Linked DNA regions of Mus musculus: all the other regions are linked to region 4. A link is a contact called in public Hi-C and HiChIP or PLAC-seq data. All regions are on one chromosome and are shown on one strand. Each heading gives the region's core, a stretch centred on a gene start, on an enhancer-like site or on the middle of the called end of the contact. The rest is flanking DNA. Distances are from core to core; before and after follow the strand shown.

What was found. HiChIP or PLAC-seq counts read pairs in DNA pulled down with a chosen protein or histone mark. Hi-C and Micro-C count contacts between places; a contact is called where the count stands out from the background.
Region 1: a contact with region 4 is called in a CTCF HiChIP or PLAC-seq map of the NIH/3T3 cell line, with 13 read pairs. The contact joins the promoter of Ranbp3l here to the enhancer-like site in region 4. A contact is called at or near these places in 13 of 39 promoter capture datasets (the 3T3-L1 cell line, 3T3-L1-derived adipocytes, cranial neural crest and 7 more), 2 of 15 datasets of contacts at CTCF or cohesin (the NIH/3T3 cell line and embryonic stem cells), 12 of 484 Hi-C or Micro-C datasets (the C2C12 cell line, brown adipocytes, cerebral cortex and 2 more), 6 of 115 datasets of contacts at active chromatin or transcription factors (the NIH/3T3 cell line, craniofacial prominence, embryonic basal ganglia and 3 more) and 1 of 9 other capture datasets (pancreatic islet).
Region 2: a CTCF HiChIP or PLAC-seq map of the NIH/3T3 cell line shows a contact between it and region 4, with 10 read pairs. The contact joins two enhancer-like sites. A contact is called at or near these places in 1 of 15 datasets of contacts at CTCF or cohesin (the NIH/3T3 cell line), 6 of 115 datasets of contacts at active chromatin or transcription factors (acute myeloid leukemia, embryonic basal ganglia, embryonic forebrain and 3 more) and 1 of 9 other capture datasets (embryonic trunk).
Region 3: a CTCF HiChIP or PLAC-seq map of the NIH/3T3 cell line shows a contact between it and region 4, with 10 read pairs. The contact joins two enhancer-like sites. A contact is called at or near these places in 1 of 15 datasets of contacts at CTCF or cohesin (the NIH/3T3 cell line), 3 of 484 Hi-C or Micro-C datasets (the C2C12 cell line, embryonic fibroblasts and nephron progenitors) and 6 of 115 datasets of contacts at active chromatin or transcription factors (the NIH/3T3 cell line, acute myeloid leukemia, craniofacial prominence and 3 more).
Region 5: a Hi-C map of cortical neurons shows a contact between it and region 4, with 4 times the contacts expected there. The contact joins the promoter of Cplane1 here to the enhancer-like site in region 4. A contact is called at or near these places in 12 of 39 promoter capture datasets (the 3T3-L1 cell line, 3T3-L1-derived adipocytes, the C10 cell line and 6 more), 2 of 15 datasets of contacts at CTCF or cohesin (large pre-B cells and pro-B cells), 5 of 484 Hi-C or Micro-C datasets (cortical neurons, hematopoietic stem and progenitor cells, olfactory sensory neurons and 1 more) and 6 of 115 datasets of contacts at active chromatin or transcription factors (the SCID.adh cell line, T-cell acute lymphoblastic leukemia, astrocytes and 3 more).

Annotation. Positions count from the first base shown.
Region 1 is chr15:8,966,079-8,970,970 of GRCm38.p6, forward strand. It overlaps Ranbp3l (RAN binding protein 3-like), which reads left to right and starts at 1,871. Exons shown (of 14, transcript NM_198024.2): 1 at 1,871-2,438. The coding sequence starts at 2,348.
Region 2 is chr15:8,909,525-8,914,739 of GRCm38.p6, forward strand. It overlaps the pseudogene Gm5043. Among named protein-coding and RNA genes, the nearest start is that of Ranbp3l, 56 kb to the right of the region's middle. Within about 2 kb of position 2,212, at least 3 of the 459 cell types and tissues checked have an H3K27ac peak or open chromatin away from gene starts, as enhancers often do. A contact at or near this core is called in the NIH/3T3 cell line, where this site is marked.
Region 3 is chr15:8,937,301-8,942,452 of GRCm38.p6, forward strand. No RefSeq gene overlaps it. Among named protein-coding and RNA genes, the nearest start is that of Ranbp3l, 28 kb to the right of the region's middle. Within about 2 kb of position 3,716, at least 10 of the 459 cell types and tissues checked have an H3K27ac peak or open chromatin away from gene starts, as enhancers often do. A contact at or near this core is called in the NIH/3T3 cell line, where this site is marked.
Region 4 is chr15:8,626,219-8,631,684 of GRCm38.p6, forward strand. No RefSeq gene overlaps it. Among named protein-coding and RNA genes, the nearest start is that of Gm46508, 46 kb to the left of the region's middle. Within about 2 kb of position 3,158, at least 66 of the 459 cell types and tissues checked have an H3K27ac peak or open chromatin away from gene starts, as enhancers often do. A contact at or near this core is called in 3T3-L1-derived adipocytes, the C2C12 cell line, the NIH/3T3 cell line and 6 more, where this site is marked.
Region 5 is chr15:8,165,765-8,171,104 of GRCm38.p6, forward strand. Cplane1 (ciliogenesis and planar polarity effector 1) reads left to right here and starts at 3,342. Exons shown (of 53, transcript NM_001162906.1): 1 at 3,342-3,725; 2 at 4,542-4,630.

The sequences.
Region 1 (4,892 bases), core at 621-3,120, 340 kb after region 4:
TAAAGGAATTTATTGATGACTTAGAATCTGCAGTCCAATTCCCAACAACGGTTCAGTAGTAGCTATGAATGGAAGTCCAAGGATCTAGCAGTTACTCAGTCTCACACGGCAAGCACGCAAGGGAGCAAGAGTGAGACTCCCTTCTTCCAATGTCCTTATATTGTCTCAAGCAGAAGGTGTAGCCCAGATTAAAGGTGTGTTCCACCACACCTTTAATCCCAGATGACCATGAACTCGGAGATTTAATCTTACCAAGATCCAGATCAGAAACTTCTATCTCCAAGCCTCCAGATAAGGGTCACTGGTGAGCCTTCCAATTCTGGATTGTAGTTCATTCCAAATATAGTCAGGTTGACAACCAGGAATAGCCACTACAACATGCATGGGCAATTTTGCCATTCCAATGTCTTGCTTTTGCTCATAAGCAAAATGTACAGCAAAGCATGGCTGGTATGAAGTCACTTGGTGGCTGTTTCTAAAAGGTGAGGAAGAGCAGTGCCTGTGGAGGAAATGCCTGTTCTGCATCCTCGGTATGCTTTATTCTGTCCTGTCACAAGGAAGACTCGGCCAGGCTGGATTCACTCCACTGGAGCCTACAACGCTTAACCCTAAAAAAGCAGTTATAAGTGTAACTCAAAGCTCAGGGCATTAACTCAGGTGCATCCCTGCTGCAAATTATACAGCCACTGCCGAGGACTCCATAGTGTAACCCCAAGCAGAACCCTAAGGGTCCCCAAGCATCAGCCCTAGTCTCTAACATGGTAGCACTTGTGACAGACCTACAGAAAAGCTGGAGTCCATCAATGAAGGCAAACACCAGCTTTGTGTACAAAGGCTTTGCTCCTTTGTCTGGAACAGAGAATTAAGAAACACATGTGCGTGGGTGTGCATGTGTGTGCGTTTGTGCACACACATTTGGGTTTGGATACATGTGTGACTGTGTGCATTGTCTCAGGTGTGAGTGTATGCCTGGGTATGCACACACAAACATATGGGTGTGAGAGTGTAGATTTCATACTTAACTTTATATCTCAGATTGTGCCCAGGAATCCACTTCTTCAAGTCTACATCTTTATGCCAGCTTTATCAAATAAAACCCAAAATATAATACAAAAAATTCATTTGAATTAGTCACAAGAATTACAAAGGTGAAGTGATATATGCATTTCATGTGTTTTCAGAAATGAAAATATGCTTGGGAAATTGTCAATTGCCTTAGGATGAAAGAAGAAAACAAGAAGAGACACATCTCCCTGCCTTCTAGATATCATAAGGAGGCAACCTTATTAGGGTGTTTTATATCAGTTTCCAAATTCAAGCAGAGCGTCTCGCTCAGAGTCACGCTGCAAGGCAGGACCTATGATATTCATTATGACTTCACTGAGTCTAAGGAGTTTAGGGTTTGCTTTCCAACAGTGATGGACCGGCAAGCACAAGAAACCTCACAAGCTGCCTTGTCTTACAACCCAGAGGCAGCAGTGGTCGAGACTGTGCTGGGAAGCAAAGCTAATGTTTCCGGGTAGTGTTTTGTGCTCCTCTCCTGGAGCCTCGGAGCTGTTTACAGAGTCCGAGAGTCCCAGCAGTACATTTCCATGCGCTCCTGACCAGATCCAGCTGGATCTTTTCCATTTCGCTTGTGCCTGAGAATAACTGCACTGCCCAAGCCCTGCTTTGGGCTTGGGCTTTAATGACAACGCAGCAGAAGCAAGGTGGTTAATTGCTGTGCTGTCCGGACATCTTTACCATCCCTGCTTTGGTCACTCCGTTAAAACAATAAGAATGCTATTTCTTGCCTGCCTCTCTATGCTAATCAGCTAGCCCAGTCTCCTCCCCTCCAGCCTCCCTTAAGAACTGTACACATCCAACTGTCACAGGGGCGAACTCCAACCAGGCAGATTTAATCCTGCAGCGCTTTCCCCCTTTGCTTGTTTCTCTAGCAGTCCTCTCTACACTAGAGGGACTGGACTTTACAGCAGAGAAGGAACTGAAAACGGCTAAAATTGAACGAGAGAGCTAGTTTCACCGAGAGACGTCGTTTCTTTTTGAACATTCTAAAAGGGGAAAGGTCCAGGGCGCTTTAAAATAAACTAAGAGTTAAGTCGTGTTTCCAGCCAAATAAGCTGGCATCTTTGTAGGCAGGAGGTGCGATACTGGTAAATATTTACTGCAGAATTCTTGACCAGTAGAAACCCTGGCATGCTTTTCGAGGAGTAAATGTTTTACATGCGAGGCGAGATCTGCGCGTGCCTCTGTGTTCTTTCCAAGTAACTTCTGAAGACAGTTTTTGATGTCTGGCTAAGACAAACTGCGCTAGTGGTCCCCGAGTCACAGCCAGATCGTTGGTACCATGTCTACAACACAAAGGAAAGACGACAGCCACCTGTTCACCAGTTCGTGCACGCGTCAGCTGCAGGTGCAGGAGGATCGGCAACAGCAAGGTGGGTCTAGAGAGCAAAGTCCTGCGCTCTGTGACTTTCTGACCTTTTGTATGTCTGGGGAAGGGTGGGCTGGTGAAGAGCTTGCACCCTCTGAGAGGAAGAATAATAGGCTGGACAGTAGGTTCCCGTGGCCTCGCTGTTGATTTAAAGGATTATCATTTCTTGAAAGACTTTTGAGAATACATATTCCTTGGAAACAGGTACTCAAACTAGACACTGCCAGTTGTGTAGAGTGTGCTAGGGTGTGTATAATTGAAAACACCCATGGGGCAAGGCTGACTGGGCTATTGAGGAAATTTAGCCAAGAGCAGCTTTGTTAGCCTGGCGCTAACCTCATGTCCTACTACTAGTAGGGGCTTTGCTTACATCTAACTTTGTGAAGACCTCTGACTCATTCAGTTGTGGAAAATGCATATTTTGGCACTCATTTTAGAGTCCAAAGAGATCTGGAACAGACAGTGTGGCATTTGACTTGATGGACACCTAAACGCCACACCTCACCAGGCTTTCCATGAATAATCTTTAAAAGCATTTCAGATTGACTACTCAGCCAGACGATTGATACAAATAGACCAACTACTACTCTATCCCCTTGATAAGGACAACAGAAGACACTAGTGGGAAAGGCTGTGAGCTGATGACACCAGCATCACCCTGCCCCTCCCCCAGGCTAAGAACTTTCCAAACGCATCTAACTCCTTGCAGCCTGTCATGGATCTAGGATATACAGTGCATAAGAGCCTCATTTATTTCTGTGTATACTTGGCTTTGGATTTCACTCTCCTGGTGGGTAGCTGCTAATGGATGGAAACCTCCCACATTCAAGGTAGCGTAGGGGTGCTAACATTTGGTGAATGTCTCAAGCCACCTCCCTGCAAGATTCCGGAGCTGAGCTGAGTGACCTCATGCCACACGGGGCTTAGCAGAGCAGGGACAGGAGATGATTCCTGTGTAAGGAGTACAGTATAAGCCTTTCAGAGCACGCTGGTTAAAAGAGGGAGTTTTGAGCCAATAGCCTTAGACGTGGCACTGTCCACGTGGCTCACGTGTTACTAGGAAATCTTCGGTTTTGTCTAGGTGTTTCTTTGCTGCTCTCTTTTACTTAAAATGTGCAAGGCCTCAGCTTCTCTCATTCAGATGTGATATTTATAATAGAAAATTTGGTGAGAGGAGCCTGGAGAAGTGAGTAAAAAGAAGTCCTGTAAGTGACATCCTAAAGACGCCTGCTGTGAATATTTTAACAGGCAGCCTAGTCTCTTCTTCAATGTATGTGCTTGGACTGTTATTTTGCTTGCTTTTAAAAACAAAAAGACTCCACTTATTTGGCACTTAGTACTCTGTAAACTGCCCTTTAAATGCCAGTACATGATGGACAAATTCTTGCATCATTATATATGATCTCCCCAACATTATTTTTAGTGGGCAATATCAGACACTTGTCACTAAAGTTAACCCAATTAAGCATAAGTTAATAGTTATAACTGTACACAGACGATTCATTGCATGGGGCAAATTCTTAGAGAATGATATGTCCTAAACATTATGCAATTTTTAAACTTTTTTTTTCTGGCCAAGTGGTTTTCCACTCTCCAGGACTGAAGTTTGGAAAGGGCATGATCCCCGTAAGACTGGGCATTAGCTTTAGAGTTTGTTTCCAATTTTATAAGTGGAAAATAATATCCCTCTGTTGTTTTAATTTAAGGATGGCTGTCTTGATGGTTTCTCATTTACTGGCCATCCAGAGAAGCCTGGAAATATCATTATGATGACATACTTCCCAAAATACCAAGAAGGCTCCAGCCTACTCCTCCCTTCTCAACCAGGAGCTCTTCACTCGGAATCTTTGGAAAGCAACCACACTCTTCTGGGGCCAATTCTGAAAATATATGCCCACCAAAACCACCATCCCCGAAGTTGTGAGGCATGCTAATGAAATCCAGACTAGCCACTGGGTGCCACAAGAAATATCATCTAGAGGTCTGACCAGTGACCTGTTAAATGGCAGCCCAGTTCCTATAACCTACATGTTTACATCTATTGCAGTCTTGAGGTTTGAAGGTGCTCATTCGGTGTGGTGGCAATGGGTTTTCCCAAAGCTATATTTGCGCCTTGCTATTTTGCAAAGTTCAGCAAAGGTCCAAAGAGGCAAAGGTGTTCATTGCCTTCTAGAAGGAAGCCACTGTGGGTCTGTACCCCAGCTTCATTTGCCAGCATCCATAAGTGCTCCCTCCCTCTTCCCCTCTACCCCATCTCTGTCTCTCTCTCCCTCTCTGTCTCTGTCTCCCTCTATCCATATTCCCCTCTCCCTCTCCGTCTCCGTCTTCCTCTCCCTCTCCCCCACACACAAACCATGATTAATTACCTATTTTGGATGTTTGTTGCATGTATTGATTAAGAACATATATAAACACATATGAATATGAAGCTTTTGGCCTCACTTCAGCCAGGTTGATC
Region 2 (5,215 bases), core at 962-3,461, 280 kb after region 4:
ATTACTTTCTTGCTTTTCTAGGGCATAATTTCTGTCCTTGTGTTGGTGTTTTCCCTTTATTATCCTTTGAAGGGCTGGATTCGTGGAAAGTTACTGTGTGAATTTGGTTTTGTCATGGGATACTTTGGTTTATTCATCTATGGTATTTGAGAGTTTTGCTGGGTATAGTAGCCTGGGCTGGCATTTGTGTTCTCTTAGGGTATGTATAACATCTTTCCAGGATCTTCTGGCTTTCATAGTCTTTGGTGAGAAGTATGGTGTAATTCTAATAGGTCTGCCTTTATATGTTACTTGACCTTTTTCCCTTACTGCTTTTAATATTCTATCTTTATTTAGTGCATTTGTTGTTCTGACTATTATGTATCAGAAGGAATTTCTTTTCTGGTTCAGTCTATTTGGAGTTCTGTAGGCTTTCTTGTATGTTCATGGGCATCTCTTTCTTTAGGTTAGGGAAGTTTTCTTCTATAATTTTGTTGAAGATATTTACTGGCACTTTAAGTTGAAAATCTTCATTCTCATCTATACTATATATTATCCTTAGGTTTGGCCTTCTCATTGTGTCCTGGATTTCCTGGATGTTTTGACTTAAGATTTTTTTTTTTTTTTGTATTTTGCATTTTCTTTGATTGTTGTGTCCATGCTTTCTATGGAATCTTCTGCACCTGAAATTCTCTCTTCCATTTCTTCTGTTTCTGATGCATCTATGGTTCCTGATTTCTTTCCTACTGGGTCTGATTTCTATCTCCAGACTTGTCTCCCTTTGGGTTTCCTTTACTGTTTATACTTTCATTTTTAGATCTTTGATGGTTTTGTTCAACTCCACCACCTGTTTGGTTGTGTTTTCTTGTACTTTCTTAAGGGATTTTTGTGCTTCCTCTTTAAGGACTTCTACCTGTTTAGCAGTGTTCTCCTGTATTTCTTTAAGTGAGTTATTAATGTCCTTTCTAAAATCCTCTACCAGCATCATGAGATATGATTTTAAACCCGAATCTTGTTTTTTGGATGTATTGGGGTATCCAGGACTTGCTGTGGTGGGAGTGCTGGGTTCTGATGTTGCTGAGTGGTCTTGGTTTCCACTAGTGAGATTCTTAAGTTTGCCTTTCACCATCTGGTAATCTCTGGTGTTAGATGTTCTAGCTGTCTCTGGCTGGAGCTTGTTCCTCCTGTGATTCTGTTAGCCTCTCTCAGCACACCTGGGAGTCCATCTCTCTCCTGAGTCTCAGTGGTCAGAGCTCTCTCTGCAAGCAAGCTCTCCTCTTGCAGGGAAGGTGCACAGAGGTCTGGAGCTCAGCTCTGCCTCTTGGCTGAAGATGAAGGCCCGAATGAACCCTGTCCAAGATGTTATATTGCTTCTTCAGCCTGTGCACTTTCCTGCACAGACTGGTCTCTGAGAGACCCAGGATACAAGATGGCATTCTCACCTGGTCCCAGGGTCTGAGCCCTCCCTGGACGCTGGCTCTCCTCTGGTGGGGAAAGTGCGCCGAGGTCTCGGTCTCAGTTCTGTCTCCTGGCTGAAGATGAAGGCCCAAAAGGACCCTGTCCAAGAAGCTATGCTGCTTCTGCAGCCCGTGTGCTCTCCTGCGCAGACTGGTCTGTGAGGGTCCCCCAAGTTCTTATGAAATAAGAATGTGCTTACTATGAAGTAAGGAGCATTGTTTCCCATAATAGGAGTTTCTGTGTTTTCCTCCTCTTTCTCTTTTACCTTTGTGTTTAGTACTGTTTTAGGGAGCAGGAAAAGAAGGCTGAGTAAGGCTTATGCTTCCTCAAAGAATGGTCGGTGGAGACACCCAGACAACACTGAGAATTCAGGGTGTATACAGAGATAAATGGAGTGGCGAGGGTTGGTCCATACAGCTTTCCCTGGTAGTTGATGCTTTCTATGAACTTGAGCTCTTCATGCTGTTCCCTGACTTCTTACTCACAGACTGATTTGGAGTCTTTTATGACTCAGAATAATTATTCATTCTGGCAAAATGCTAAGGATTCAGGGGAAATTATGCTACAAATCAATGTCACTAGGTCCCATTTTTCTTTGGACCTGATAACCTAGCAAGCATTTGAGTATCTCTAGATCTAAGGAGTGAATGGCAGCGGATTGCATTTTGGGAGATAGATTTCACAGATTCAGTTATTCCCCCAAGTCTCTCTGTAGAAACAGGCAGAGATTGGTATATGTGATGATTCATAGCATTTCAATATCCATTTCAACTAAGAATGTCTTGTTTTTCCACATTATTGTTAAGACTATCTTGGGCAATAAAGCTTATTTTGGCCTGCATGGCATTCCCCCTTTCAATGTTCTGAACATATAATAGACCTTTGAAGTGGAAGTTTCTGGATATGTCAGGTGATACAGACTCAGTTGGTGTTTTGCTAAGACAAGACCCATGGAAGGACACATGATGTTTGGAAAGAGTTTAAATAGTACTCAACAGACTGTCGGTGTGCTTGCATAGCTAGCTTTACAACTCTTTGTTTGTCTCCAATCTTCATCTTTGCTGATCTTCACTTCATTGAGAGAGGCAAGGCAGAGAGAACTTCACCTGGCATCCCTGCTGGTACTGGTTGCTGGCTTGGCGGTTTCTGCTAGATTGTGCCACTGTTGCTGATTCGTGTTTGGTATGCTGACACTACTGAACTGGACTGCTGTTATCCTGAAAGAGATTGCAATCATCCCAACGAACTACTTCTAAACACCCCCTTGTCCTATTTACCATCTTTCCTTCCCTAACTTTGGACAGTGGGCTAGAAGGGGGGTTAAAGCATTTAGAATCCTTATTAAAAATAGATTTAAAAAAAATCTAAGCCTACAGATCTTTGCCTTTCATGTTTTAGTTTTAAAACTTTATTTTTAGTACTGTGATAGAATAATGACTAGTAATATTCAAACTATAAATTTTAACTCAACTATACATAATTTATGTACATGTTCAACTATTATTAGCTAATTTCTCAAATCATGATGTATATTACAGGCAATACAAGCATTAATAATAATGTTTAAAAACCTGTATATTAAATTATCTTGGTAGTTGCAATTTGGGAGCACACTTCTTTGTCACATGGTATAACATGTATTTCCTTGCATTATTTTTGAAAGACATATGAGTAAATGATTCTCTGCCAAGGTATTTTTGTATACTTATTAGATTGTATTATTGCAAACAGTATCCTCACCTGAAAGTCTCATGTGGAACTCTGTTCTGTCAGAGCTGGTTTAGTTAAGACTGGGTATTTCTGGCCAGTTCTGAAGCCATTCAATGGAGTGAAGGACTCAGGTTCTGTCTATTCTTCTAGGACACTTCCCACTCTGTTCACACTTTTCCTAGGAGACTTCACACTCCCTCACCTGTTGTATGAACCTGATTGTCTGACATGCAAGCACAATGAAGTCATCTGCAGAATGTTGGTAGAACCCATTTTTCTTTCTCAAAATTTGAATGAACACAAAAAGGAGTTCTAATATTTTCTTTCAGCTTCCCACCAGGTGACCCCCATCCTTCTTTGCAGTTATGTGCTGCACACCTTCAGCCAGAACTTCAGTCTCTGTCAGAGGAGCTTCACACCTGCACTGAACAGGAGGATCACAAGCACTGTGGCCTGGGCTCTGACCAGAGGGCGGGGTTGGGGCGGGGTTGGGGTGGGATTGGGGTGGGGTCTCTACTCCTGAAGCTCCTCTAGCAGAGCAGCAACAAACTGAACCATGACACATTAACATCTCAGTCACTGTGAAAATTCAGAAACTTCTACCTGGTGTAATCATTAAAGACAAATTTCATAGCTTAGAAAATGATTTTAGAGATCTGAACACACCTTATTGGGGGATGGGGAAGAGGGGAAGGAAAGGGAGCAGGAGACATTTTTCTCAACTCAGTTTCAGGAGGAGAAAAGGGAAAGATAATGTCATGGTTTGTATATGCTTGGCCCAGGAAGTGTCATTATTAGTGTCGCTCCTTGTTGGAGTAGGTGTGTCACTGTGGGTGTGGGCTTAAGACCCTCACCCTAGCTACCTGGAGGCCAGTGTTCTGCTAGCAGTCTTCAGATGAAGATGTAGAATTCTCAGCTCCTCCTGCACCATGCCTGCTTGGATGCTTTCATGCCCAGCTTTGATGATACTGGACTAAACCTCTGAACCTATAAGCCAGCCCCAATTAAATTGTTGTCCTTTTTAAGAGTTGCCTTGGCCATAGTATCTGTTCACAGCAGTAAAACTCTAACTAAGACAGATAAGCTTTGTCCATCAATGACTGACACAAACTGGGTAATTCTTTTATTAAAATAGTCTTGCAATTTCAGGCTATATATAAGAACTAAAAAACTGTATTTCTACAAGAGAATGCTATTCTATATCTTCTTTTATCCCTTTCTGTCCTTCCTGGAACACATGTAGGAAAAACATTTTAATCTTTGTGTCATGAATATTTCCTTGAAAACCATAAGTATCTTTTCATATAACCTTTAAAAGCATAAATAATATATTTTGAATTTTTAAAAAGATCCATAATATTGAACTATTAAAAAACAGCTAATACATGATATGTTAGTAGATTTGTTTGTTTAATAATGTATAATATAGGCTGCCGCCATGTTGTTGTGGTTGTGAGAAGGCAGCGGTGGCGGCGACGCTCCAGCGGCCCAGCCACTGGCCCCTGCCAACCCTGGCTGGCAGCCTTCTGGGGTGGCAGAGGAGGCCTTGTGGTGGCGGGCCTTGCCATGTCCTGCCGCCTGATTTCCTTGTGAAATCTGGTAGAAGAAAAAGTTCTCAGGACGATACTCACTTGTGCTTCAGAGTCACAGACTGGTGCAAGCTGGCTAGCTAGAGAATGAAATCAATGAACCCCCAGTTCAGCAGCAGATCCTGCCTTGGTGAATAAAGTGTAAAAGGTCTCAAGCAGAAGAGAAAGAATAGCCTTGTCAGAGACTAGAGAAGGACACGGTCTCTCCTGACCTGGTTGGGTCATGGATGAAGAGGTGCGGCATAGCCTTGAGTGCATCCAGGCCAATCAGATCTTTCCCAGGAAGCAGCTGATGAGAGGATGAGAATCTTCAGGTTCCTTTCCTTGAACGTCATGGAGATAGCACAGTGTATGAGGGCCGAGCTGAGGAGGCCATCATTGCCCTTTCTAATTACAGGCTTCACATCAAGTTTAAGGAGTCTCTTGTTAATGTTCCATTACAGCTTATTGAAAGCATTGAATGCCGTGATATATTTCAG
Region 3 (5,152 bases), core at 2,466-4,965, 310 kb after region 4:
ACATTCATATAATATTACATTGCTAACCACAATCTTATGGTTAATACAACAGCTATGGGAAGCTATGGGTACAGTGAGAAATGACAAAAATCTTCAGAGTCCTGCAGAGTATCATCCTGTGGCAATGGTGAGATGTGAAGATGGAGGAAGCCTGAGGCTCTTGTCATATATTCCATTCATGATGAATCCTAGGATCTTCCAGAGCCACCTAACCCTCTCAGGTCTCCACCTACACCTATTCTCTTTTCCGTGCCAGAGACATGTAGGTTCTGAGCACAGAAATGCAGCATCCTCCAAATCTCTGCTGTTTTCTCTTGAGACCAACTATACACGGGTATCAGGAGGAAGGACACTACAGACCTCCTTGCTCAGAGCCCTTTCAGATGGGCAGAGGGAATTCTTCTTGTACCTACCTAAGACCATGGCTTTCTGACACCAGCCTGAGACCTCTGAATACAGCACTGCTTGGGAAATTGTTTGCTCGTTTGTTTTGTTTCTCCAAAGTCTGTGGGCATAATCACAGGTGTCAGGAGATTCTGATATCGCAAAGATCACCTCACTCTGGGTAAGGTACCTCAGTCTTACCCTCCTGCTCCCTCATTTAGACTCTTGTTCCACAGCATTTGGGGAAGAAAACAATTCTATCGGGTTGTCTTAGTTAGGGTTTCATTGCTGTGAAGAGACGCCATGACCACGACAATGCTTATAAAAGAAAATATTTCATTGATTTACAGTTTCTGAGGTTTAGTCCAGTATCATCATGGCAGGAAATGTGGTAGTGTACAGGTAGACATGGCAGTGCAGAGGAGCCGAGAGTTCTACATCTTGATCTACAGGCAGCAGGGAGAGACTGTCACACTGGTTGTAGCTTAAACATATGAAACCTCAAAGCCTGCTTCCACAGTGACACACTTTCTCCAAGAAAGCCACACCCCCTAATAGTACCACTCCTCATTCCCTATGAGCCAAACGTTCAAACACATGAGTCTGACTTGAGGGGTGGGGATACCTGTTCAAATCACCACATAGATCCTCTTCCAAAATTGATTAAAAAAAAATATATATATATATATATGTGTGTGTGTGTGTGTGTGTGTGTGTGTGTGTGTATGTATGTATATATATATATATATATTTATTTATATATATATAAACTTTATGTGCATTGGTATTTTATCTGCATGTATGTCTCTATGAGGATGTTGGATCCACTGGATCTGGAGTTATAGACAGTTGTGAGCTGCCATATAGGTGCTGGGAATTGAGCCTTGGTCTTCTGGAAGAGTTTCTAGTTCTCCTAACCACCAAGCTGTCTCTTCGGCCCCCAAGGTTTATTTCTCTAATAGTATAAGCTTTCAAGCATTTGCCCTGATTCAGCTGCCACTTCAAGCCTCCTCCTCCCTAAAATCACAAATGTGACCATTTCATTCAGTTTCCTCCCTGCAATAATCCCTGGGGAATGTGTCCACTCCCTGGCTGCTGCCCCCACAGTGCATGCCTTGTATATTTTCTTTACAATAGATATTTAACAATCAATTTTGGGAACACCGTTTTGTTCCTGAGGTGCTGCTCCACACTTGTCATCCCCGTGCAGTGAAGGCACTCTGGCTGCTGCTGGGTAGAGAGGTGGTGTCCAAGGGAGAAAGGAATAGGACCCTTCAGCTCTGAGTATCCTACATCCAGCCCGGAGAGGGGACAACGGGAGTTTTGTTACCATAGAAACAGACCTGTCTTTAGGGTCAGGCTCGAGATTATTCTGTGGACAAGTTCACATACGACTCAAACTGTCTTCCAGTTCAAAGGGGCCCATCCTGGGTGTTATAGGTAACCACTGCCCAGGTAACCATCAATGTAATCTAGAGGCTGGGTAGCACATTGTCTATCAGAATTGGACCAGGGATTAAAGGACCATGGTGGAGGTGTGCAGGGATGATGCAGAGGCAGATGCTGGACTTTGGGCAGTGGCTAGAGTTCAGGGGAAGAGATCTGGCCTAGGAGGAGAACATGGAAAGGGACAGATGATAAGGGGAGACGAGGTTACATGGAAGGTGGTGGGCATTGTGAACTATGTCACCAAAGGTGTGAAGGCTGTGCCTTGGTCCTAAAAGCCTGGCCCCCACAGCTCTTCCCAGGGACATCTAACACTGCCCCGTCGGACATTATATTTAAGAGCCAGTCTTGTCCCCTGAGAGGCTCTGCCAGAGCCTGACCAATACAGCTGCAGAGGCACACAGCCATCCATCAGACTGAGCACTGAGACCCCAATGGAGGAGTTAGGGGAAGGACTGAAGGAGCTGAAGGGGTTTGCAACCCCATAGGAAGAACAACAATATCAACCAACCAGATAATCCAGATCTCCCAGCAACTAAACCACCAACCACAGAGTACACATGGAGGGACCCATGGTTCCAGCTGGATGTATAGCAGAGGATAGCCTTATCTGGCATCAGTGGGAGGGGAGCCCTTGGTCCTGTGGTGGCTCGATGACCCAGCATAGGGGAATGCTAGGGCGCTGAGGCAAGAGTGAGTGGGTGTGTAGGGGAGAACCCTCATAGAGGCAGGGGGAGGGGGAGAGGATGGGGAACCGGTAAGGGGGATAACATCTGAAATGTAATAAAATAAAATAATTTAAAAAATGTAAAAAGCCAGTCTCACCCCTATTTAACCTTAGGAAAGAACCTCATTTTCCTATAAGAAGCAATGTAAACTCGTTAAAGCGTTCATCTCCCCAGATTTGCAAGTATGTTAGTTCATCTGTAACCTGACTGCTGGGAGCCCTATAGTGCGATACATCCAGTTCTGTGGGGCATAAGCTTTTGCCTATCATCCTTTTCCCATTTTCTGCCTGCAACTCATACAGGATATTGAAAAGAAACAGCATCTAGTGCATATGAAGCCTACCATTGGACACAGTGTTCTTCGATTAGTCAGCTATAGTTGTAGTTCTGTTTTATGCACACAAACCTGACCTTAACAGGCACACACCTCTGTGGAAGGAGGCTGTAAGTGTCAGATGTACGTGGAGACTGAAGATTCAGAAGTTGGAGGAAAATCCAGCAGATGTAGCTAAGCTTCCAGACTCCTACCTTGGGAGGTTTGTCGAATCTTAAGGCCCTGTAAAGTAGGAGACACACGTCTGATACACTGTCTTTTCCCAGTATGATTAGCTCAAGACATAGTGTGTGTGTGTGTGGGGGGGGGGAGGTAGTCCTATGTCAGTAAATCCAGTTACAGCGAGGCTATTTAGGGAAAGAAAAAAATGAAAAACAAAACAAAACAAAAACCCAACATGATAAACAACAGAAAGGAGAGCCTGGTGGTTTATGGAAATCCCAGCTGTACTTCTAGAAAAAAAAAAAAAAAGATTCTCTGCCCCTATCAGTGGGTGGGGCCTCAGCCCCTTCACATTTCAAGTACATATTTTATTCATTTATCCATACATCCACTCATCAGTTGATCCAGTAAATCCTTTCTGGTGCTTGTAGAGTTCCAGGCACCGTGCTAGATGCTGGAGAAACACAGAGAATGAAATACACAGCGCCAGGTCCGGCATTTTTGTGATCTAAATTCATGGCTCAAATATGACAGGTATACGTGAGGTTATTCTGGGAAAGAGAAAAAGCTGAACTGGATTTGCTATCCTTTTGCATCCTCTGACTGATGCTTTAAAAATGACGTACGTGAAGTCTGAGGAGATGAAGGAATACTTCCTATTTAGACTGAAGTGGAAAGTTACTGGTATGCTCAGAAGCGAGCTTACATAATTATGGGCTGGGCTCAGATAAACTATAGTTGTTAATTTCTAGAATTTCCTCGGGCCATGAGTAAACTGCCCTTTGACCCAGGTAAAAATATGATGCCTACTTTAAGTGGAAAAATACACAGAGGGTGGAAATTTTATGTTATTTACCAGTAGGAAGCTGAGACTTCCTACACCACTTTCTGACCAGAAGGGTTGCTTAGTCCACCATTTTTTCCAACAGGTCCTAGGAGAATGGCTTTAGGCTCTGAGTGCATAGGTTATGATTTGGAGTTCGGTCCTTGGAGTAAAAAGACAGTTCTGGATTCTCTCTCTATTCCTCACTAGCTTCTGCGAAGCTAAGAAGTACCAGGCACCACTGAGACTCAGGCCCATCAACAAAGTGTATATAATAATACCTCTCACACAGGATTGGCAGATTTAAAGATGCGTTATGCAAAGGATATTAACTGCTTGGCACAGGGTTAGAGCTCAGAGCATGTTAACTGTGGGGACCTGAGGTGGAAGCAGAGGGTAACAAATCCTTTCTCGGATGGATTTCTGGGTTCAAGTCAGTTAACCCCTGACATGAAGTTGGTATCTTCATGTCCAGACGTGGCCTTATGCTCAAGACAGAGTCAGTTCGACCTATCTTCTACTTTCTCAGTTCACCTGCAAGCTGGCTGAGAACATGCAGATCTTCAAGCATTTAGCCAGAGATCTGCTCAGTGGTAGAGTGTCCAGAGTTGAGGGTGGGCCATTCTCGAGGGTCTGTAAGATAAGCAGATCCAGAGCCTCACTGGATCAATCTATGCGAGGTCAAGAGAAGGTGGCTCTTGAAAGGCACCTCTAGCAAATGCTTGTTGAGTATAAAGTGTGGAACAATTGAGCCCAAATGTGGTCACCCCTTGGCCTGGGAGAAGGATTTAGGAATCATAGTAGATGTCAGTCATTAAGAAGTGTAATTTAAATCTATAAGGAAGTACAGTCTGGAAGAGTTAAAATCAAGCATATGTTAGGTACAACCAACACTGAAGAGTAAACCAGAAAACAGCGTGCTTGGCAGAGTGGGCAGGGAGTAAAGAGTTGGAGAGGAACTGAGGAACGATGACAGCTAAGGACCTTAAACTGGCCACTAAAGGTTTGACAAGGGTTGGGTGAAATGTCACAAGTAGAACCCAGATTGCTAGAGACTCTGGAGTGACAAAGGAAGTGTGGAGGTATAAACGGGGCCAGGAGTTCATCTGAAGGATCCCTAAGGTGACAATCTATATGGATGTTGTATGAAGCTTTTATATCCTGCCAAATTGCACAAGATTCTTTGTGACTGACCTACTTGGGACAGGGGGTAGAGAAATGATCAAATCTGGTCCTTTGGTTTGGGGGAGTGTTCAAATAGCAAAGCTTCCCTAC
Region 4 (5,466 bases), core at 1,908-4,407:
AGCGAGCACTGGGTGGGAGCAGAATGTGAGCAGAAGCTGATGGGTAAGGGAGTTTTTCATTCTCCAAAGATGGACCCTTGATGTTCCTCTGCACAGTGGGATTCGGGTTGGAGATGCCGTCTCTGCCTTCCCATCAGGACAGGAAGCCAATGGTTACTGGCTTTCTTCCCAACTCTATCAAAGTTTTCCTTGATCTTGGAGAAGACGCCTGCTAACTTTATGTGGGGCCACCTCTCTCCTCACTTAGGTTTTCATGAGGAAAGAACCAGACAGGATGCAGGCGTGGCGTGAGCCAGAGCTAGAAGTTGGGGCCAAGCCCCTTCAGCATCTGACTTCTAGGGTGGCCCATCTCTCTCTCCAGTGAGGGCTTTTACCCTTTTATCTTATGGGGCCTCTGAAGGGCAGGAAGTCCTGGGTGACCTGCTGGCACAGGCTGCAATTTCAAGGGGGGAAATCTATGTGGAATAAATTATAGAGGCAAAACTCAGCCAGACATAAAAGGCTCGAATGGTTTGAGTTTCATAGATGAATAAATCTCCAAGGGAGAAATAGGAAGCAGGGGATGAGCTTTTGAAAAACTTGTATGAAAAAAGAACCCCAGAGAAGAATTCTCTACTGCCAGGCCTTGATTTTTTTTTTCTATAACACTGACATAATATTTGAAGGCGAGCTGATGTAATTTTCCCTTTTACTTGTCAGAATACTCTCAGCCAAGCCAGCCAAGGCTACTTATTTGCCTGAAAAAATTGGAATAATTACAGTAGAGAGAAATTGACAGTACTCAGGTTTTTGGTTCTCACAATAGGATCTCGTCTCAAGGCAAGAGGCTTGAGAGCATATATTACAAAGGAATCCCATTTGCTAAATTCCCTCATTTCCCTTCTTTCTTATCATAAGCCAGACCGCAGGGTTCTTATGCAAAAGGAGAAGTGGGCAATGCCAAACCCAGTCTTGCCAGCTGTGGGCACGGCTGGAGAAAGAAAGGCTGACATAAGGGGAGTCGCTGAAGATACGGTCTACCCCGACCTCATTTCCTGATTGCCTTTTGCGCCCTGACCAGCAGAGGGCATAACTGGCACATCTGAACTTTTCTTATTCCTGTGAAATGCGAAGGACAGGTTGAGAAACTGGAAGTCTCATGGGGCCCTGTGTCGATAGGTCAGCGGGAGCAGATTGAAGAATGTAGAGGGGAGAAGAGGGGGCGGGGACACCAAGAGACACAGGGTGCCAACCATCTTAATAGGAAGCGGCTGCGTTACCCGGGAGGGATTGCACACCGGAGGATAAGCAGATGAGTTACATATCGTCTTAGTCCCACTACAATCACATGCCCTGCACTGGGGCATAAGGCGCAAGAATTTACTTTCCCACAATGCTACTGGCTAGAGAAATGAAGATAAAGGTTCTGTGGTTAGGTGAGGAATTCGTTTTCTGGATCGGGAGAACGCTGTCCTCACATGGTGGAAGGCTGGAGTATTGGGAACAGAAGGCTGCACGGAGCCGCCTTTTTTTTTTTTTTCCAGCCACTGTCCATGAAGAAGTCCCATCTTCACATCTTAAAGGCCCACTGCTCACTATCACTGTGATGCCAATGTGTAAACTTTGACAGGAACACATTCGAATCTAAAGGAAAGATCTCTTAACCCTTACATTGCTGGAGGCAACCCGGCACGCCGAGACTAAAGCCCTCTTCTCCTATGTGATTTGTAAGACCCTCTCAAGTGGACCCTTGGTCCTTGTCTGGCTCCATCCCCCATTCTGCCACACTGCCTCCTTGTGGTACTTTGCCTCCCCCGGGGAAGCCCACCAATGCCCACCTGAGGTGTTTTACCACCAGCCTTTTCTTTCCTATGAATCCAAGGCTGGTGCCTTACTTCCTTAAGATCTTTTACAGGAGACTTGCCCGGGTAGCCTCCCTGACTACCCCGTCCTTAAAGTTCTCTAGTTCCTCTCCGAACGTCACCCTGCACTGGTGTGCTTCCCATCATTGACTATACCTGTCCTACATCTTAATCTGCTTGGGCTGCCTTAACACAACAGCACGGACTGGGCAGCTTAAAGGACACACAGTTATTGGTCACAGTCTGGGGGCCGAAAGCCCTTGGCGCACCCGCATGTTTGACCTCTGAGCTGGTCTTTTCTGGCTTTCAGACACGTGGCCTTTGCTCTGAGCTTGCTCTCTCTCCAAATACATGTTCACTGGGGTTGAGTTCCAATATACAAACATTGGAGGTGACATAGTTTAGTCTTCGAAAATCTATTTTACACCTGAATAAAATAGAGCTCTGGAGTGGGGGTGGTGGTGGAGGGAGGGGTAGGTTTATCTACAGTGCACATTAATGTGCCTGAGATAAGGTTGACACTCCATAAATACCTGGCAAATAAATGAAGGATCTGAGTTTTCTCGATGGGTTGAGTGGTACGACAAAAAATTTTATTACCTCAAATAATAAATTTATTTTATTATTATTATTTTTATTTTTTATTTTTTCGAGACAGGGTTTTTCTGTATAGCCCTGGCTGTCTTGGAATTCACTTTGTAGACCAGGCTAGCCTTGAACTCAGAAATCTGACTGCCTCTGCCTCCCAAATGCTGGGATTAAAGGCATGTGCCACCACTGCCCAGCAATAAATTTATTTTTAAATTAAATTTAAAAAATTAAATTTTAATTAAAGCATCAGTAAGTCTTTGAACCAGTAAGCATGTATGCACATCGGTGACTTTTCCTTTGTTTTGTATCTATTCTGCCACAATCCTAGGAAATTAAAATGCACGAAGAGAGACATGGGGAGGTTTAGGGCCAGAGAAGAAGAGATAAGGACGCTGGTGGTTAGCTTCGTGGTCCTTGCCTTTTCAGACTCTGGATCAGACGTTCTAAAACCTTGGCGCGCAACAGTCTTGTTAAAGCACACTGCTGGGTTCTACCTTCCAGAGCCCTGGATGGGGCCTGGGGAACTAGCCTTTCCTGTAAGTTCCCAGTTACTATCCATCCCGTCCTACACACTGGGAATCACACCGCAGACACGGACTTACTCAAGTTCACTTTTCATTCGGGCTTCTGAGCTGTTTCTCGTTCCACAGCCCTCCTGGAGCCCATCATTGAGGAGTTTCTAGAGAATGTTGGGTGGTTTATACGGTGTGGGCCGCTCTGGGTCGGGAGGTCCTTGCCACAGGGTGGCAGCAGTATCCCAGGCTTAGAGTGGCCTCCTCTCTGGGCTGCTTTAGTAGCAAATCTCCTGGTTCCCACCAGGGAAGGTTTGACTGGCTTTTCCATTTCCCCTTGGCTGGGAGGTGGGGGTGGGGGACAGCAGTGGGAAGGGGGCCGGCAGAGGGGGAGGTCACTGGCACACAGAGGGACAGTTTTGTTCCCTGGGAGACTCTGGGAGAGGAAGCTGGGTGGTCTCCCCGGAGTGTCGAATTATGCGCTTCACAAAACCACCATGCAGCGCAGGGCTGCTGAGAGAGAGCCAGCACTGACAAAAGCATCGCAGACACTGGCAGGGGAATCTGCTCTGCCCCGGTGCAGCGCCCGGAGCCCCTCCAGAAGAGCTCTGTCAGATTTCGGAGAGTCTGGTTTCCAGCCTCCCTCCCAGAAGACAGCAGTTCTTGCAGCTTCTCGCGGGCTTGCTTCCATCCATCCATCACATCTGCGGACCGCGAAGCCTCTCTGTCTTCACTGGCCCGTTTCGTTATAAACATTTCAAGAGCCGTCCAGAGTGCCAAGAACTGAGCTGAGAATTTGATGAACACACATGTATATAAATGATGTATATGTGTCCCGTTTATTCATTTACCACTTCTGCAAAGTGAATAATTACATACATCCGAGATAAAGAAGTTGAACTTCTTTATGTGCCATTTAACTAGCGCTCACTTCATGAGCATTCCTTTTAACATGGTAACTCAATGAGAAAGCTGGTTTGGGGATGGCGACTTTATCTGACCTCCACAGGTACAGAAGGGATCACCGAGGTCCAGCGACTTTTGCAAGCCGATTGAGAAGTCAGGTATATTATGACATAGATTAACCAATTGGGTCCAGATTTGGGATTAAACAACATCTGAAGGTCTTTAAGTTTCAGGAAACATTTCTCTCTCTCTCTTTTTTCTCCCCACCCCTTTCTCTCTCTCAGGTTGAGACATGATCTCATTAGGTAGTCCTAACTGGTTTCAATCTTGTGGTACTTTGGCCTCAACCTGCTGAAGTATAAGGACAGGCATAAGTTTACTATGCCTGGCGTGACATTTTCCTTAGGACAGCTGTGCTTTCTGTTTGTTTGGCATAGTTCTCCTAGGTTTAAAAGCAAGCCGGCTTTGGGATCCTGTTGTTTGAATGCAGTGGCTCTGGGTGGTAGTCTTCAGATAGGTGTTCCTGGCCGAGACCGTTTTGATCAGCTCAGTGCTCCCAGCTGAGCTGATTCTAAATGGTTTTTATTTTCTCTTGCAATGGCTATGTCTCCAAGCTCCTGTCTGGGCATTTTCAGGACTCAATAAATTTCCCCAAACTTACACAGTTAGAGAAAGCGCTCCTAAGTTGCCACCTGATGCCATTTCCCATTAGATTGATGGCGGTCTTGAAATCGGCTATGGACCCACCATCTCCTAGGTGGGAGACAGTGTCTCTACTTGTTCCTTCTGCTGTCCCAGTTGGACCCTGCTTCCCACGCCATCATACCTGGCTTAATGTAGGGGCTTTTGTGGAATGACTGCCATTTGGAATCTGGAAAAGATTTTGAAAAAAAAAAATTCCCCATTTCCCTCTTTACAGCTCCTGGAAAATTGGTCACGTTTGAACAGGACAATAGGGCAGACACATAGGTACTTTTCTAAAAGACACCCTCAAGTAAAGGGGAAAATGTGCTATCTCTTAAAAGCAATGCCAGAGACATGTCTGTATTTTAATGGGTTACAGAGAATGTTCTATGTGGAGTAGGGATGGAGAGGGGATGGGGGAAGAGAAGAGGAGAGTGAGAGAGAGAAGCAGATGCCAGCTTTAAAGTACTTCAAGTACAGATAAGCTAAACACCATTTAATTTATTTAAGACAGTTGCGTGGAGCCTCAAAAGTGATTCATCAGGCTTTTAAATGGTGGCCACAAGATTTACAAGGACATAATCAGTGATAATATTACCAGGACAAAGAAACTGTAGGAAATTCTAGATGTGGGAGTTTTAAAGAATGTTTTTGCTTTCACTTAGCAATTAAAAATTGAAGTGGTTATAACAAAAACTCCCCTCCCCCAACACATATTTTTCCCATATTATGTCCACTGTACTAAGGCAAATAGGAATTATTTTCTATTTTTCACTTCACTTGTATGTGGGCTTCCCATATTATCAAATAATAGAACTTCCAGTGTCTTCCATTTCATAATCACTGTATTATTTATTTAATTCTTACACTAAGACAATATTTGTTCCTTACCTGAAGTTAAAGTTTAATGGGCTGCCATATTTTATGTGATA
Region 5 (5,340 bases), core at 2,092-4,591, 460 kb before region 4:
TTATAGTAGCCTTATTTATAATAGCCAGAAGCTAAAAACAACCCAGATGTCCCTCAACAGAAGAATAAATACATGTGGTCATTTACACAGTTACTCAGCTAGTAAAAATAATAAGTTCATGAAATTCTTAGGCAAATGGATAGAACTAGAAAATACCATCCTGAGTGAGGTAACCCAGTCACAACACACATGGTATGCACTCACTGGTAAGTGGATATTAGCCCAAAAGCTCAAGAGTACTTAAACGATAAAACCTTCAAAACTTATGGAGCTTCAGAAGAAGGAAGACCAAAGTGTAGATGCTTCAGTCCTACATAGAACAGGGAACAAAACAATCATAGGAGGTAGAGGAAGGGAGGGACCTGGGAGGGAGAAAGGAGGGGAGGTTGGGAGGGGCAGGATCAAGCATTGGCAGGTTCTGGGGAGAAGTACAGAGTGTCAGGAAACTGAATAGAAACATAGCAGTGGGGAATAGGGAGCTGGAGGTAGCCACTAGAAAGTCATAGATGCTAAGGAAGAGAGAGGCTCCTAGGACCCAGTGGTGATGACTTTAGCTGAAATATCCAACAAAAGGGGAGATACAACCTGTAGAGATCACCCCCAGTAGTTAGGCACTGCCCCCAGTTGAAGGATGGGGCCACCCATGCATCTCAAAATTTTTAACCCAGAAATGTACATGTCTTCAGCCCTGGCCCAGAACCATTTGACAGACCTTAAGAGAAGCAGGAATTACTCTGTCTTGACAGAGCTAAGCTGTCAACTATCCCATATCATGTGTCCTTTCCTGGACAGTATTTTTTGCCTGCAGATGAACTAGGGCAATTCTGGCCCAGTGGCTACTTTGCCACAACTGGAGCAACTCTCTATGGAGGTTGTGATGCTCAGTATCTTCTTTGTACCGTGAAGGGTGAGGGTACTGTCAACAGCAGACATGTCTCGTAGTCAAAAATCTATTAATAATGCAATTATTTTAAATGTCATAATCTGTGAATTTCTGATGCTTTTGAAGACTAGTATATCTGAACTGTTAAACTACTGCTCTTAGGTATTTCTAGCTGAATAAAAATGAAAGCACCTAATTATAATTAAATCAGAATCGAATATGACTATGAGTTTACTGTCTGGCATCTGGCCCTTACCTTGCATTACTTAATTATCCTAGACCGTGTGTAATAGCAGCTATAGAAGGATCAGGTCAAAGCTTTATATTCTCGTTTTGTTTTTTTTGAGACAGGGTTTCTCTGTGTAGCCCTGGCTGTCCTAGAACTCACTTTGTAGACCAGGCTGGCCTCAAACTCAGAAATCTGCCTGCCTCTGCCTCCCGAGTGCTGGGATTAAAGGCGTGCACCACCACGCCGGGCAAAGCTTTATATTCTTAAGTGAGTTGCATAGGCACAATGCCTAAGTGTAACAATATTAATTTCAAGTTTTGTAACAATATTCAAAGATTTATACGGATGGAAACCTTAAACCTATATCAATTTATAAATTCTGTACCAATATAAGGAATTATAACTTCAAGTTTGCATCAAATACAAAGATTTCTACCAATGTTAGATTATGGCTATGCAATGCTTTGTTTAAGAATAATTTTAGTAATCCATCCCATATATCTAACTTTCTATACTATCACTCTATCCTCTCTTTCCCTTTAACCTCCTTCCTTTTACCTCGGAAGGAAAGGAGAGAGGAGAGGAGAGGAAAGACAGAAAGCTCCAAGCCTAAGCCCTCTATTTAGTTTCCTCCCTATTCAAAATTATGACCATTTCCAAATTATCCCTTAAAATGATAGCCTACCTATAATTTATGAAATAACCATAATCGAGAGATAGGGATAGCAACTGTCCACAACTTCCTCCTGCTGAATTGGGTTGACAAATATTTTTAAGGGGTGGGAGGAGGAGGGAAAGTGGAAGAAGTGGTTAGGCTTAAGAAAGCTAGCACTAGCATCTGTTACCCAGTCGTTGTATACGTAGAAGGCTCAGGGCTTGACAGGTTCTGACTGGAGCTGTCTGAAAGGCTGGATGAACCTAATCCGTCTGGAACCTGGGGCTATTCCTGAAGCTGCTCTAGAAGCAAGTCTCTGGAGACAGCATCAGAAGGGAGGGGGCTGGAGCAGCAGCTCATTTCAGCGTCCATGCGGATGAACCTTGTCAGAGCTGCACATTCAGCAATACGTGAATCTTACAACCAACAGTTTAGTACTGTAAGATACCTGTGTGGATTGTGCAAAGTGCACAGATGAGTTAAGGTTGAACTTTTGCTCCTTGTTTGAGCAGGTAAAAGACGAGTATTCTTTTTATGAGTTAATTTGATCGATAACCAATTGTGATAAATCCTTCATGACATGTGAAGAATTCCATGACCAACACGATTTATTGTCTAATTTTAGCTGAAGTTTTGGCTAGAGACTTTTTTTTTTTTTTTTTGGTTTTTTGAGACAGGGTTTCTCTGTGTAGCCCTGGCTGTCCTGGAACTCACTCTGTAGACCAGGCTGGCCTCGAACTCAGAAATCCGCCTGCCTCTGCCTCCCAAGTGCTGGGATTAAAGGCGTGCCACCACTGCCCGGCAAGTTTTTGTTGTTGTTGTTGTTGGTTTTTGTTTGTTTGTTTGTTTATTTATCTATTATATGTGTGTGCACTGTTGTCTTCAGACACTCCAGAAGAGAGCATCAGATTTTTGTTATGGATGGTTGTGAGCTACCATGTGGTTGCAGGGATTTGAACTCAGGACCTTTGGAAGAGCAGTCGGTGCTCTTAACCGCTGAGCCATCTCACCAGCCCGTTGTTGTTGTTTTTTAACTTGTTATTTTATGAGTGTTTTGCCTACGTGTATGTATGTGCACCACCTTTGTAGCTGGTGCCCACAGAAGCCACAAAAGAGTGTCAGATGCCCTGGAACTGGAGTTACTCAGGGTTATGTCGTAGGTGCTGGGACTCTGAAATCGGGTCCTCCACAAAGGCAACAACTGCTCTTAACAGCGCAGATCTAAATGTTGGTTCTTAAGGCATTCTCATGCCAAGCTCCACGGAGAGCTCGGAAACTCAAAAGTCTTGCACGAGGGGAAGCCAGGGATGGATGGAGAGAGAAAGGACTACCGAGCTGAGGAGAGAGCAGGAGGGCAGGACAGACTCGGTGGAGGTAACCCACTCTGGCAGGCTTGCAGCGCTCTCCCAGAACCCCGGCGCAAAGCTGGCTACGCCGAGGAGGCGGGGCGGGCGGGGATCCGTCAGGTGCCCGCCCACGGAGCGGCATGGAGCATGCGCAGTGGGGCGGCCCCGCCCACGCGTCGCCTGGACACGGCTCTGGGGTGGCGGGCGCGGCCTCCTCCAGGGCTCAGCGGCTTCGCAGCCTCTGCGGTCCTCGGTGGGAGGTGGCGGCCTTGGGACCTTCCCCAGGGGCTCGGTCCCCGTGCCCCCCGCCTCCCAGGGTCTCCGGGCTAGCTGTGGGGACTTCCGTTTTCCTCGCGGCCGCCCGCCGTCCCGCCCAGGTCCTTCTTTGGGTCGCAGGCGTCCCCTCCCCGCCGTGGCCCCTCACACCTCCACAGGGGACCTCCGGGCAGGACTCTGCGGCCACAGCCACGAGGAAACCTCTGAGGAGACCCCAGCGGACGGCAGAGCAGTGAGGGATGGACGCGGGTTCCTAGCATCCTCCGTAGCACAAACCCCGCCCGGGACGTCAGCGATTTTCTTGAAATTGTATGCTCCGATTTGTTTGAAATAAAGGTACCTTTCCCCGGTTCCCGTAGACTGGGCAGATTACTCCTGTCATACATATATTTTTGCGCCATGGAGCGGATTTTTTTTAAAAATCAGTTCTTCCATCTGCAGTGTCTGTTGTGTAGTGCTTGGTCTATCCAGTAGCATCAGTGTTTTGAGAGGCTTTGCAGTATGCGTCAGAAAATGGTGTTTGCTGCATCCCAGGAGAGAGGTGATTGTTAGAATTCTAAGTGACGGGAGGTTGTACGTGATTCTGTAGCGCACCGTACTGAAATCTTGAAGTGGGTTTGCTGTCTTTCTATCTTTTATGCTTTACTTGAAAAAAAAAATATGTCTATCTTTTCCCAAACAAATCCTTTGCATAAATCTTTAAGTGTCTTTCACATCTAGAAGGACTCATTAGACAAAAAACATAATACAATTAATCCCTCAAAACCAAAACTAACAAGTTGCTGTCACCAGTAGAATCTAACGATGATTAACTCAGTCGTGCTGGGTTTTCTCCTGTTGCCTTTTATCAATTTTGCATTTAAAGTTGCATAATGTAATTAAATATGTATTTTAGATTAACCAGTTCCTTATGTTTTGCTGTACCTTATTTTTCTCTTTACATGTGCATATGTATAGTATTTAGGAATTATTAAACTACCTAGAAATAGCTTTTGATTTGAAGATGATTGCGTATATTAAATAGTCTTATATTCACTTGTCATACTCAGAATAATGCATATTTCTGGTAATGCTATTTTACATGAGTAGTCATCAAATTTAGGAAACTTGGCATTGAATAATATAGCATTTTTGTTTTGTTTTTTGATGCAGAATAAAATGCTTCATTTGGCCGCCTTGTGTGGTTAAATCATCCTTCATTTGGAACACCTGAGCTTCTGATTCTTCGCTGACACTGGTTGGTTAGTTTCATGTCCATTTATCACAAACCAGAATCATTTGGGAAGAACCTGAGTTGAAAAAAATGTCCCCCCCCCACCTCACGTGCCAAAACAGTGGTATGGCAGCTCTTTTCATTTTGAGGCAGGGTCGGGCTGGCCATAAATTCAGGTCTGGGCAGAGAAGCCTTGAATTTGGTCTTCCTGCCTCAGCCTCTGGAGTAGCTGCAACTTCATGTGCAGTAGCAACAGGACTGTGGAGGCTTCTTCAGGTGAGCTAGTTTGGACTTGCTCACAGCTGTGTGGGCTGACGGTCGTTTGCTTTACTTGGTGAGAGGAGTTTCATAAATGGTTACTCCAGGGATTTTTCTCCCCTTTTGTGATTTAGCCTTGGAAATTCATAGTGTCCCTTCCATTGTACTCTCTTGGCCAGAGTAATCCCACAGTCTACCTTAACGTCAAGGGAATCGGCAGAGCAGGAGGCTAGGGAATTTGCCGTTCTTTACTAAAATATAGTCAGCTACACTGAGAAATGCAGATCATATGAAACTATGTTTATGGCCACTGTCTGAGAAGTAGCGTATTAAGAAAGCAAATACATTTTGCCTCTGTTCAGGATGTGGATGAAATACAGAATGCAATTTCTTACCTTTTAAAAAGAGAGTTGTTGGGGCTGAAGAAGATGGCTCAGCAGTTATGAGAACTGGCTGTTCTTCGAGAAGACGTGGGTTCAA